Regions from separate parts of the Bombyx mori genome. Here region 1 is linked to region 2. The links are chromatin contacts, called in public Hi-C maps. All regions are on one chromosome and are shown on one strand. Each heading gives the region's core, a stretch centred on a gene start, on an enhancer-like site or on the middle of the called end of the contact. The rest is flanking DNA. Distances are from core to core; before and after follow the strand shown.

Region 1 (6,975 bases), core at 233-2,732, 68 kb after region 2:
AACTTGTATATATGCGCTTTAGCTTGAAAATGTCGTAAGCTAGATTCAGGCATCTGTCAATTATCTTGCGTTGTATGATGGCTACCCGCCACATATAAAAGCTTATAATATCGAGGGGTGAAAGGCAATTTGGTTTAAGCGACATTTCGCGTAATACGCGACATTTATCTTTGTAATTAAATTTGCAATTTATTTGGTATTAACATTAACAGTTCGATGTTTTTAATTAAACTTCAATCAAGTTTACTCCATTAAAATAGATGAAGAAGTTTTTTGTTATGATATTTTTTTCAAAATTTCAAACTTTATATGAGTCACTCTCCTGTAAAGTGATATAATGTCGCTTAAACCAAATTACCTTTCACCCCTCGTATATGATTAAGGTTAAATACAGGTCTGTGGCATCCCACAGAAAAAAAGTTCTTGATGCTTGAAGCACTTTTTTTATGATTGAAAGATTCTCCGGCCCCCTTACCGGCCTCACCAGGACAGGTGGCCGAGCAAAGGCTCAGCCAGGAGGGGTGGGATTTGCTAACAACTGCCCGAGCGCCTCCGAAGGAGAACTAACAACTCAAGAGCAATTGATTCGCGAATGAATCTACTGCCAAAGATTTTTTGGCAGTACTACTTTGGCAGTAGATTCATTCGCAAAGCAATTGCTCTTGAGTTGTTAGGTCTCCTTCGGAGTTCAATAGATAGCTCAACTATATATGGACACATTTCGCGCTAAATACAGACGCACACACTTAGACCGTTACCAGTATACCAGATATTTTTAAAAAGATTAATGTGGAGGTCAGATGGCAATTAAAATAAAAATAACAGCTAGACAGACCTACTGCGAAGACATAAATAATTGCCAGACTGTTGTTCCATTACAGAAACTATTTATTCATATTTGATATATAAAATGTTGTCGAACAAAATACATTTCCCGATAAAAGTCGATCCATCGCTTAAATGTATACCAGCGATTCAAAGTCGTGAAAAACGTCTTAAATTTACGGAACACTCAACCGAATCAAGGTGCGTGGAAGCAAAAAAATTATGCAAAAAGCTACGATGGTCAATTCGCCTCCGAAAGGGTAGGTTTATGACGTAGAGCATCAATATTTTATGCGACACCCCGACTATAGAATCAATCATTCACGGTCGCATCGTGTGTTGCTAGGAAACTCGAATTATTGGAGCTATAAGGAAAAACAGGTTTAATGATTAATTTTTTGGGACTTTTAGCAGGACTATTAGAGCAGTCTGATTTAAGGATGAAAAAAGAAAAACCGAAATACTACACATCAAAACAGAAATTTCACTTCATTGACGTGCACCAAGTTGCAGGCGTACCGTTTTTTTTAGTCCTTTATTACAAATAATTATTTTAAACCTTTATTGTAGAAAATTAAACATCTCTCAGTGAGGAAATCTTTCAAATCAAGTACCGTCGATGATCATCTGTCATAGCCATTCCCACATTTTATCATTTGGGTTTTCCTATTCATTGACTTGGCAACACAGTCCTCAGTTTATGTATTCTGTATTCAGAGGTGGTATTTTTTATCATATTCTTTCCGAAGCGTATAGTAATGCAGAATTTACGAACGATTCAAAGATATTGAATATCTTAAGGCAGTCTTTTCGGGGACACCTCTGTGAATGTACAAGCAAATAAAAGTATATTCAAAAATTTGAGTTCCCTTTTTTTGACATAAAAATGACAGCATGATACAGTGTGATAAATTCCTTCATTGTTGATCCATACATTCGCTGTTAGATTATCTCGGATCCTTGATAATACAATGTTATGTTAGATAGTATTTTCCTAAGAGTCACATTATGTTGACAGAAAGTATACTCGTATTTATTGAATTATCAATAATAAACCTATTTTTTTATATTGCTTGGATGCGTGGATGCGCTCCCAGCCCGCCTGGTGTTAAGTGGTTACTGGAGCCCATAGACATCTACAACATAAATGCGCCACCCACCTCGAGATATAAGTTCTAAGGTCTCAGTATAGTTATAACGGCTGCCCCACCCTTCAAACCGAAACGCATTGCTGCTTCACGGCAGAAATAGGCAGGTAACTTGCATCACTAGATACGAATGCACCGGATGTCTTATCTTTTAGGCCACGACGACTTAAAAACACAAAAAACAATGGCTTAAAGCCATTCTAAAAAGTTGTAAACGACATATTAAGTATTTATTGTTGGCATTTGTTCTTCAATTAAATTGTGACCACAGATTATTTTAATTTAATGACTTCAATTCACATTTGGGATAGATAATTTCAATAACAATTTTTTTTATACGAAATTAATGTTTACTTTCTGATACGGAATTTAATTAACAAAACATAAGACCCACATACTACCTGGAGCCACTGCGGTCATCCACAGTGCGTTTCCAGAGATATTTTTTGGAACGTACCATCCGGCTTTGGAATGAGCTCCCCTCCACGGTGTTTCCCGAGCGCTATGACATATTATCCTTCTTCAAACAAAGCATGTAGAGAGAGTGCTTATCGATAGGCAGCGGCTTGGCTCTGCCCCTGGCATTGCTGAAGTCCATGGACGACGTTAACCATTCATCATCAGGTGGGCCGCATGCTCGTTTGCTCACAAAGGCAATAAAAAAAATACATATGTACACACTTTCAGGGTATCCATCAATGTTCGGTACGAAATGGGAAACCAATGAAAATTTTACTTTTATTACCTTTAATTATCGTAAATTGAAAATTATGTCGGCACAAAGAGCTGTGCAGTGTTGAAACTAAACAATTAATACGCATAATTGAGAGGGATGAATCCTCTCTGGGATAGACTCGATGTGGAGTTTACACGCGATGCCCGATTTGAGATAATCGTAGCTGGGTTTTATTGCACGAATGTAATTAGTACTGGAAATTTTATTTAAATTAATATAAACCGGATCGTCAGCGTGTTCTGGTATGTAGTTTGAAAGCGGTTCTATTTGTGAATGATGACAACGAAACAATATTATCACTCAACTTTGCTAGGCAAAGACCTCCTCCAAAGTACACAACAAGCTCTGGACTTGCCTTGTCCGTGACGTATAGAAGATTCCTGCGAACTTCTTCCAGCAGAAGTAGGCAGAGCAATGCTAGGGTCGGCAGACTAAAGCACATAAGTCAAAATTTTCAGTTTATTTTTTATTACATCATCGGTTTACATTTTGCTCAACACACAATCTGACTAAAGCACATAAATCAAACTCAAGTATTTCATGGCGTATTCAAGCGGCGTTCTGTATCAACCTTAAGAAATCCTAATATAATCAAACGAACTAAAAAACATAACTGGACTTATGTTCTAAGGAACACCATAAGTACAAAGTTATTAACGTAAGAAGTCTGACTTATGTTATAAAGAACATCAAAATGTAACATTTCTTTAGAGAAAGTGGTTACTTAAAAATATTTATAACGTAAACAATACTTCGGTAAGTGGTTTTAATTTACTAATGTTGTCGATTGTGCACAGTTTGTTGGTTAGTTGTGTTAGTTAGTTGTGTGTGAGTGCTTAAATATTTTAATTATTTAAGATGAATATTCAAAGATGCAAGAAATTAGTTGAAATGGCGTTATCCACTCATCTGGAAAGCAATGAAGGTATATTTTCACATATCTTCAAAATTATGATTTGCAAATTACGTAATTATATCAATATTATATCATTATAAATAGATGATTGTCTTGTCCTTTTTTAGAAAATGTAAATCAACAGTCGATTTTGAACTCAGAGAACCTAGTGGCAGACAATCCTATACCGTCGACATCATCAGGTCAAGTCAGTAGTTTAACATACCATCCTGTACTTGACTTCTCTAGTGATGATTCTGTACGAGATCCATGTTATGAATTACCGAGACTTTCAACCACATCAAGTTCAAGTACTTGTGATGAAATTTCAATTAATCTTAATGTGTCTCCAAAAAAGAGTATACGTACTATAAAAAGAGAAAAAAAATTAAAACGTAACTTAGGACAGGCATACAAAACATTAAAAGGAAAATGTATATCAGATCGCACTATGAAAGAGCTACCTGTTTGCAGAATGAAATGTAAAGAACGTATACCACTAACTGATAGGCATGCCATATTTACAGAATATTGGCAAATGGGGTCATATGCAAAAAGATCTGCATACATGGCGTCTTTAATGGAAATTAAAGATAAATCTACGCAAAGAATACGAGCTATTGAACCTGAAAAGCAAAAGCTTAGAATGAAGACATATAAATACTTTTTTACTGTGCATGGTAAACGTGAACCTGTCTGCCGAGGATGTTTAATGAAAACGTTAGATGAAAGTGACAATTTTATAAAGACAGTTGCTATGAAAAGGAGATCATCCATAGGGGGTACTCAAACTGATGACATGCGAGGGAAAACAATTCCTAAGCATAAGATATCAAACGAAAAACGCCTAGAAATTAAGACACATATCATGTCATTTCCATCATACGAAAGTCACTATACGAGAAAGTCTACATCAAAGAAGTATTTGCCATCTCACTTAACAATGCAAAAGATGTTTGAGTTATTTTGTCAAGATCGGAATAATCCACCTTCAATCAAAATCTATAGTCAGGAATTTCACAAATTAGGACTTTCATTTAAAAAACCGCGTGTCGATACTTGTTACACTTGTGACAAGTTTAAGATGCAGATACAGTTATGTCAAGAGGAATCTGTTAAAATAGATCTCATACTTCAACATGATAACCACAAAACGCTAGCTGATCAAGCCTATGAAATGAAACGAGCTGACACGCTAATGTGCAAGAATGATGACACGTTACAGGTGTACACATTTGATTTACAGCAGTGTTTGCCAACACCAGCTCTAAGTTCTTCTGTAGCCTTTTATAAACGGCAATTATGAACGTTCAATTTAACTGTCCACGACAACAAAACTGGTAAAGCTGTTTGCTATGTGTGGCACGAGGCGGTAGCAGCTCGGGGAGCTAACCAAATCGCTTCTTGTATTTACAAGCACTTAGAAACATCCGTATCTGATAATACGAAACATATAATTTTTTACTCGGATACATGCGGTGGGCAAAATAGGAATTCCCATGTCAGTTGTATGTTTACTTGGGTATTGCAAAAACATCGAGCTATCAAAACAATTGACCACAAATTTATGATACCTGGCCATAGCCATTTAGAAGAAGATACCGATCATGTCATCATAGAAAAAAAAAAGAAGAAAACGGAATTACAGGTATTTCATCCACATGATTGGATACAGTTGATCCGGTCTAGCAGCAAAAAGTTTAAGGTTGTTGAAATGAAAAATACAGACTTTTATGACTTTTCATCCCTCCTCAAAAGTGCTTTAGTTTTAAGAAATAAAGATACCGATGGGCGGCAGTTTAAATGGCTGGAAAAAAGATGGCTACGCTATGAGCAAGAATTTGGCATTCTCACTTATAAAGACACCCTGAATATAGATTCGCCTTTTTCTACCTTTAACTATAAAAGAAGAGGGTCCAGTATTCCTGATCATATTCCTATAATATCTATACAGCCATTACCCATATCCATCGAGAAAAAAAATGATTTAATTTCGCTGCTCCCTTTAATACCGGATATTTTCCATGAATTTTACGTAAGTCTTCCCACGTTGGAAACTTTACGAAATACTGATCCAGATATTTTAGAACTCGATGAAGAAGTAGAATTTTAATTAAACATTGAGTTGTTATTTATATTTATGACTTATATTATTATAATATATATCTTAATTGTTGATCTTTTTCACTTAACTCATACTATTATTGTGTTCCTTATAACTTAAGTCATCTAAAGATTAAATAATCACATTTACTTTAAAATATTTAATTTTAATAATAAGTTAGTGTTATAGACTTATATAATTCAAATAAACATTATTAAGTTTGTTAATGTATAAGACTCTAAATAGTTTTTTTTAATTCCTGTAAAGTAGAGTTTTTTGACTTATGTGCTTTAGTCTGCGGACCCTAGAATGATTGTTGGAAGGCGCAGGTTACCGCATCACACAGGGTAGATGTAAGATTAATTAAACATGAATCCAAACTTTGGATATATCAAATACATTGTTTTTTATTTTTATTTTACACTATTTTTAATTCAAATGTATTAAATTTTATTTTCTATTTTTTTTGTTGGATATTCTATAAAACGCGTCTTTTTTAGGATTATTGATTTTTAATTTTTTACTTTTTAATTTTCTATAAAAGCGTACTTTTTGTTTTTTTGAACTATTATTTATTATATTAGAACACGCTTCTTCTCGGTTGACCACAAAAAAGATAGTTGGTGAATAATAAATGGAATATGTCAACTACCTACTTGGAAATTTGCTCAAAGCATATGCTCAGGAGTTTCTCGTGTGCTCATGATAATATTAAGATGCCTTCGACTTTTTTGTTCTCGCAATTTTTATTTGTTATTTATTTATTGCTTAGCTGTGTTGACGAGCTCACAGCCCACCGGTGTTAAATGGTTACTGGAGCCCATAGACATCTACGACGTAAATGCGCCACTCACCTTGAGATATAAGTTCTAAGGTCTCAAGTATAGTTACAACGGCATTACATAACATATTTTAAAACTTAAACTACATTTATGTCATCAGCTATATTGTAATGTCAAATTACTTGCAGTCCCGGCCCCCTTTGCTTGTAGTTCATTGATTAAAAGTGTCAACGGTAACCGCTTATCATCAAGTTTGCTATGAACTCGATTAGCACACGCATCCTTTAATTATTATTTTTTTTGTATTGTTTGTATTTTGCAGTAGGTAAAGTAGTTAATGGCGCGATATATAAAATCTTAATGCCGATGCTTTGATCGCGTGCTCAGCGCCATCTTGTTAGCAAGAACTTAGTGTAGCGGTTAGCAGGTGGCCACATTGATATGTATGGCTTTGTATGGCTTTGTTTATTGCTGTGAAAGTCGAA
Region 2 (7,342 bases), core at 3,915-6,414:
TCTTTGTCGAGTTCGACGAGTACGGTTACCGGGGTCCCTAAGCCTGCCCCTAGTATTAGAGCTGAAGGCATCTAATGCAAAGGTTATTGGATCTGATGGATCCGTAAGGACGTGTCTAGGGCGTCGACGGTGACTGGCTCCTGCATGATCAGGATTCGGGGAGTAGTCAGCGGCGGCAACGATAAGGCGATTATCATGACGCATAGCCTTATCGAAGTATCGTTCCGACGCTGACTTCATGTATTTCCGAATTGATTCGAGGCCCAGGTCGTCGTGTAGGTCAACGTTCCTCACGAACCACGGAGCCCCGACAGCTAACCTGCAAAAGCGGGATTGTAGGGATTGGAGGGTGTCTATGTGTGTGCGGGCCGCGTGAGCGAACACCACACTCGCGTAAGTCATGACGGGCCTTATGCAAGTTTTGTAAAGTGTCACCTTGTTCCGAAGGGACATTTTACTCCGCTTACAGATCATGGGGTAGAGTCTACCGAGAATAAACGCGGCACGGTCACGGACTGATTTTATATGCGGGCGGAATGTCATCGATGCATCCAGGGTAACGCCCAGGTACTTGACCTTCCTGGCCCAGGGTATGGGTTGTCTAAAGAGAGTAATCGGGGGTGTGAGATTCCTCCTCCTAATCCGGGAGGAAATCCGTGTGGAGCTTCCCCTCTGAAATAGCACCGCAGTACTTTTCGCTGGGTTGATGTCTATGCGCCATTTTCGGAACCACTGTCCTAGGGCTAGGGCTGCGCTCTGAAGCTTCTTCGCGATTAGGGACTTATTTCTACTAGAATAGTAAACAGTCGTGTCGTCGGCGAATAAAGCTAAATGGGTCGGCGGCGACCGGGGAATATCGTTGACGAATAAGCTAAATAGGAGGGGTGAGAGGACAGAGCCTTGCGGGACTCCAGCTGTGAGAGGTCGTGGGGAGGAGCGGGTTCCCTCGACTCGATATCGAAAAGAGCGGTTCGACAAGAAGTCCCGTATGATGAGCACGAGACTATCCGGCACGCCCATGTTGAATAGTTTGAAAATCAAACCATTGTGCCAGACTTTGTCGAACGCTTTTGCGACGTCGAAGAAGAGAGCTCCCGTGTATAACGGTTTTGGTCGATTAAGCCCCACAAGAATGTGCTCCGTGAGGCGGTGCACCTGTTGAACGCATGAGTGATTTGTACGGAATCCGAATTGTTCATCGATAAGAATGCCCTTGGATGAGACGAAGTCTCTGAGGCGTTTGTAGAGCAGACGCTCATACAGTTTGCCTAGAGACATGAGGAGGCTAATCGGGCGGTAGCTCGTCGGATGATTTTTTGGTTTACCGGGTTTATGTATGCCGATAACGTCCGCTTCTTTCCACACCGCGGGAAAGATACAGTTCGCCATAGCGGCATTGAAAATAGATGCCAACATCACGATGAGTTGGACGGGTAGAAGTTTAATAACGCGGTTGGATATACCGTCGGAACCGGGAGCCTTGCGAGGACGTAGGTCTTTGATCAAGTCTTTAACTTCCATCGGGGTGACGGGTGGTAACGCATCAGAGGGTGGCAAGGAGGCTCGGCGTTCTACCTCACTGTCTACTAATTCTACATGAACAGGGTCCACGGATTGAGTGCTGGGCGTGCACTGGGTTTGCAATGTATCGGCCAGCAGCTCTGCTTTTTCGTCATCATCGAACGCCGCGAGTCGGCCTGAGGGGCCTACGAGGGGGGGCATAGTTACTACCGTATCCGATTTGAGAGTACGAGCTAAGCGGTAGTAAGACCTTTGAGAGGGCGCGAGTCCTTCTAAGAAATCAGACCATCTGGCATCTCGGACTTCGGTGATGCGAGACTTTACGTCGCGTTGTAGGGCACGCATTCGAATACGATTTTCCGCGGTAGGATACCTATCGTACGCACGGATCGAGGCGTTCTTAGCTCTAAGGAGTTCCCTAATATCGTCGGGCAATTTGAAGCGGTGAAGGAAGTCCTCCGCTACAACTTGCTTCGATGACCTATCTAATGTCGAGGTGATGTGTGACGTTACGATGTCTATGGCTTCAGCGGTATCCCGAGGAGACGGGATAGAGTCCGGACTAAACGGAAGCGATGGTGGATCAGATTCAGCCAGGCTGATGCCCAGCGTGTGCCAATCCACCACAGTCCTCGTGACGGGAACGGAATCGGGAGCGCGACCGAGCTTCATAACGACGTGGCGGTGGTCTGAATCTAACTCTGAAACTACTTCGATCGAGTGTAAGCGCAGAGTTACGTTTTTTAATAACGCTATGTCGAGTATATCCGGGCGATGCGCGATATTTAGCGGGTAGTGAGTCGGGGTTAGCGGAGCGACGATATCGAAGGCGAGATCATCGACTAACGCGTCAAGCCGCCTGCCATTCGGGGTTGTGGTGTGTGAGTTCCACCTGATGTGTTTACAATTTAGGTCGCCCGCCAGAATGACAGAGCTCCCCATACCGAGCAGCGCCTCGATATCACTGCTTAGAACGATCTTATCCGGTGGAAGATAAACGGACGCGATAACGATCGGCGCGTGTCCCGTCAGTGAGATTCGGCACACTGATGCTTCGATATTAGCGAGCGCGGGAGGATCGAGCGGGACGCAATGCAGGGCTCTTCTATAGTAAATGACGGTACCACCACCACGGGCAGAGAGCCTGTCGTTCCTGACCATGTTATAGTTCGCGATTTTAGGGTCACGGCGCGCGGGCTTAAGTAGGGTCTCCTGCACTAAAAAGATATCAATTTGGTGGTCACGCAAAAAGTCAGAAACCTGATCACGTTGATTTGCGAGACCGTAAGCGTTAAAAAATCCTATCGTTACGGATAGGGGCTTTATTCTACTTATATACGCCATTGATTACCGGCGGAGTGAGGGGAGGACGTACGTATTTAATGACGCGTATACGTCGGCGTATTCCTGCACAACGGCGATAAAGTGTTGTGCAGTGGAAGCAGCGCGAATGGCGTCGCCCAAAGCGTTAACGCGCTCAAAGTTGATCGACTGAAAGAAGTCGATCGCTAAAGCGAGATTGTCGGACGCGGTCGGAGGGCAAGTCGCGGGAGAGGGACGAGTCGCGGGGGCGGGACGAATCGCGGAGGAGGGAGTTGTAGCCGTGTTCGTGTACGGCAGCGGTTTTGCCCAGGCCGAGACACTGGGCACCGCCGCCGGAACGAACGCTGGCTTAGCCTGCGACGCAGAGGGTGCCGAGGCTTTGATGTCTGGGCCGGAAGCTCGGAGGCGGTTTTGGCGGGCGACGCGGCGATTTATTTTAGGGGCTCGGGGGCAACCACGGTAATTCGCGGGGTGACCCTGTGTTCGACACAGGACGCAGCTAGGCGGTTCCGTCGCGGTTTTTTGGTCGCGAGCGCAGAGGGCCGTGGCGTGATCGCCCAAACACTTAACACATCGGGGGCGCGCGTGACAGTTACGGGAAGAGTGCCCGTACAATTGACAGTTATGGCACTGGCTAGGAGTGCCTTTTTTATGGGGGGCTTCGACAGCGATACCAGAGAGCCTACAGACGGTCTGTGTGTTAAAGATTTTCTTACCCTCGGGGGTAGGCTGGAGAGCGACTAGAACCATATTATATGGCTCCCTACCGCGACCGGTGTGCATACGGTGCACAGAATTCACTGGTAGGCCTTGTTCTAACAGGTCGGCTTTTACGAGCTCTACATCTAACTCTTTAGGGATTCCGCGTATTACAACGCGGAGTTCGCGCTCCTCCTGGAGCGTATACGTATGGAAACTTATACGCTCCTTACGGAGGTAAGAAGAGAGGGCCCTATGGTCGTCGGGTGTTTGAACCTTAATTTGAATGCCGTTCGCGAGGTTACGGGCATTCGTGAAATTTATATTTTTGGCCTTAAGGGCCAGGCAAACTCGATCCCAAGCTGCCTTCTCCTGAAGGATAACCGGGGGAGGGGTCTGGGTTAAATGACTACTGTCTTTGTAGCCTGTGTATGCACAATAGGGCTCCTAAACAAAAATTACTGCGGCGTAACAAACAATAGAGCGACGATCTTAGTTGAAACAAAGCCATTAAATTTAATATACAAAGCTAGGAAAAAAGGAAACTAAAAATAATACATTATTTTGTTGTCATTTATAAAAAAAAATTAAATCCTTAATTTTTTTGTGAACAACATTAATATTATTTCTCTATTATATCTTATTATCAAATCATATTTCAATCAATTAATTTAGCAAAGAGACTATAGTAGAACACGTCCTTACGGATCCATCAGATCCAATAACTCTTGCATTAGGCACCTTAAGCTGATCAGCCGCTGATGCTTAGGATCGCGATTCTGATCCCGTAGTAGATTCATTCGCGAAGCAGCTACTCTTGAGTTGTTAGGTCTTCTTTGGAGGCGCTCGGGTAGTTCTTAGCAAAACCCACCTTGTTCTGGCTGAGCCAGTAATCACTCAAACATAAAAAAAAACTGTAGCAGAAGTCCTTCATGAGCACGTGCTAAATACATAGTATCTATCTACATATTGATACTTGCATTCGGAATTGAACCTCGGAACAGTCCCATTGCTCTATAAGACATCTCTCTATATACTAAGCGTCTCGTATTTAGGCCATGGACGTCTGTACGCAAATTAACTAGAACTAAGCTGTTCAGAGGCTAAGCCATTGGCAATAGCTCTAATCATTGAAATTCAACACACAAATCAATCACCATTCGATTCTACATGTAATCTACTATTTTTTCCACTTTTAATTTTCGTTTTAACATAATTAATTCCAAAATATAAACTCCTTTTCTAAAGAACTTCAAAACAAAGCCTGATTATTCTTAAACAAACGCGACAGTCAATTAAGATTAACGTCTAGTTGTTTAACCCAAATCACAAATTTGGAAATCATTAAAAAATAAACCTCTTTACATCGCGACAATCACAGAATTACAACGTTTCTGTTTACCAGCAATTATCAAAAGAGAGTTTAATCTCAAAAGCGCCGCCCCCACATCTTGACACGACACAAACCTAATCTAGCATTCCTTAATCTGCGTTCAATGCGAATAGCGCTCTTATGTCCTTGAGGTAAGGGCGCCTTCGCCGAGATTGATGTTGAGTGAAAGCACAAACTTGTTTGTTCAAGACGTAAACATGAAGCGTGCTATTGTTTCAGCAAATAGTTCGTGGAATCGACAGAGGAATCGGGACCGTTGTGCCGTGCCGCCAGATAAAGCTGGGTCACCATGTTACGTAATACAAACGATAAGATAAAAAATAATGTTATTTCAATACAGTCACCAATAATTGGTGGAAAAACGAAAATATCATTATTAAAGATAATCATTATATTTCTGATACATATACACTGTTACAGCTAAGGTACCACGATTCTGCGTATTCCTATACCAAAAACATTTTATAACAATTTAAACCCCGTTACAGCCGTTATACAATACATTTTGGAGCATCAATGTAATGTCTCATGATGGGTAACGCCTTTTACCCTATTTTTCAGACAGGGGGCTCAACCTTCCTTCCTTCTGCCAAGATTCCGCGCCTAGGGGGCGAGCGAGCATGTGTACGGGGTACTGACGATCTGCTGATGTTTGGGATCAGATCGCGCACTCTAGGATGTTTTTAGACCTCTACTCACCAAAACTTTACACTCTCTCACTCTGTGTCCGATTTCCGCCTGAAATCACAACCCGGGCAGACTAGAGAGGTTCCCGCGATCAACACTATAACCAGGCTCCCTGTGCCACTCCGAGGACGCCCAACCGACGGGTCGTCGACGATCAGCGACGCCGGGATCCGCGGACCGCCGACAAGGTTGCTTCCAGATTACTTATGGAAGACAACGATCTCGGTCGCAGTCTTCCATCTGATGTCAGCGCGGCTAGAGCGGCGATAGCGGGGGGCCACGGCCTCAACCCTTATAGGTCGGTCCATGCTCATGAGAAGAATCATCGGGAAAACGCCAATTACCCTATCATACTTACACCCACAGGCGGTAGCCACACATTGGAAGTAAAAAAAAAAAAAAAACTTTTCATTGGAAGGTCATTGCATCTCTTTAGAACGATCGAACCAATTAGACTTTAATGTCTGAAAAGTATAAATTAGAATATGAGAAAGTTATAAAAATGTTCCAAAAAAATTAAAATTTACACAACAAACTTATTGAAATTCGGACGAGACAATCATAAGCCGAGTCAGTTATTAGAAAACACAAGATTATGAAAATGTAAGAAAATCGAACAGTTTTATTTTTGAAAATACACATACATAAGTCATCGCCATAAATACATCATTATTCATGATTTGCTTGAAATTTGAGTATTTTGTGGAAAATCCGAAACGATACGAGGTAACGCGATATTGAAAATCCCTTTAATCGTGATTGTAAAAATGAATTGGATTTGGAAAAATACTCAAAAATATTGAGTTTATGATGAGCGTGATCGTGAAAAATGTATTGGGAGAATAGTTTTACATAACAATTTAGAAACAGGTCTGCTTACGTCACGAAACGTCATAAGTCTCAAGAAATCCAATGTAATAAAATACATTCATTTCATGTTACGAAAGTCGAATATCTTTTGTAACTGAGGATTACGGAGCCATACGTCACAGTTCTATGAAAATATTTATCGTTACCTGACATTGTCTAAATCACTATTAAGAATGCCGATACAGAAAATCTTTGATGTTATTATCAAAATCAACAAATATATATAAGTAAATTTGACAGTTTAAAATGCGCGATAACGTCCAAGGTGATTTAACTGATTGGGGAGCTAAACAAATTGAGAAGGGCATGTTTTGAAGGTTAGGGCTATTTCAAAAGATTGTATAGCATGTTGAAAAATGTTATATCGATTTAAATTGTATCAGAAATCAAATACAAAACTGAGGCTTGCGAAAAAAAAAAACTACTAAAAAGTACATAGGTTGACGATCACTTCAAATTACAATTGATGTCTTTGCCCAGTTCTACAAAGAAAAAACAAGATTAAATCAAAGAGGAATCGTAGAAGAAGCCTGTCATTTTTGGAGTTTTCACGTAATATCTCAGTCCGATATTCTCAAATACGGGCGTGGCCTCGTAATCCATACTTGAGTTATCATTCTTGTGATCACGCCGCCTAAGTCCTGATTTATCAAATATTATGCAAGCGTCGTTGACATGTATAATGCCACGTTAGGCGGACGTGACGCGTCGGATTAGGGCGGGTCCACAACGGACGGATTGGTGACGCGGCTGCGGGATACTGGACGTAACGATAAAATTCCAATTTATGATATTAACGTTAATTAATTTAAAACATTATTTTTAGACATTTTAATTACATATTTGTCA

The links. A called contact is a pair of places that touch in the nucleus more often than the background predicts.
Region 1: a Hi-C map of posterior silk gland shows a contact between it and region 2, with 1.7 times the contacts expected there. The contact joins two enhancer-like sites. A contact is called at or near these places in 2 of 7 Hi-C or Micro-C datasets (posterior silk gland and whole pupa).

Annotation. Positions count from the first base shown.
Region 1 is chr4:3,310,414-3,317,388 of ASM3026992v2, forward strand. No RefSeq gene overlaps it. Among protein-coding and RNA genes, the nearest start is that of TRNAQ-UUG, 9.8 kb to the left of the region's middle. Within about 2 kb of position 1,483, at least 1 of the 8 cell types and tissues checked has open chromatin away from gene starts, as enhancers often do.
Region 2 is chr4:3,238,382-3,245,723 of ASM3026992v2, forward strand. The region is part of intron 2 of LOC101737547 (zinc finger protein Gfi-1b); the gene reads left to right. Among protein-coding and RNA genes, the nearest start is that of LOC101737547, 40 kb to the left of the region's middle. Within about 2 kb of position 5,165, at least 5 of the 8 cell types and tissues checked have open chromatin away from gene starts, as enhancers often do.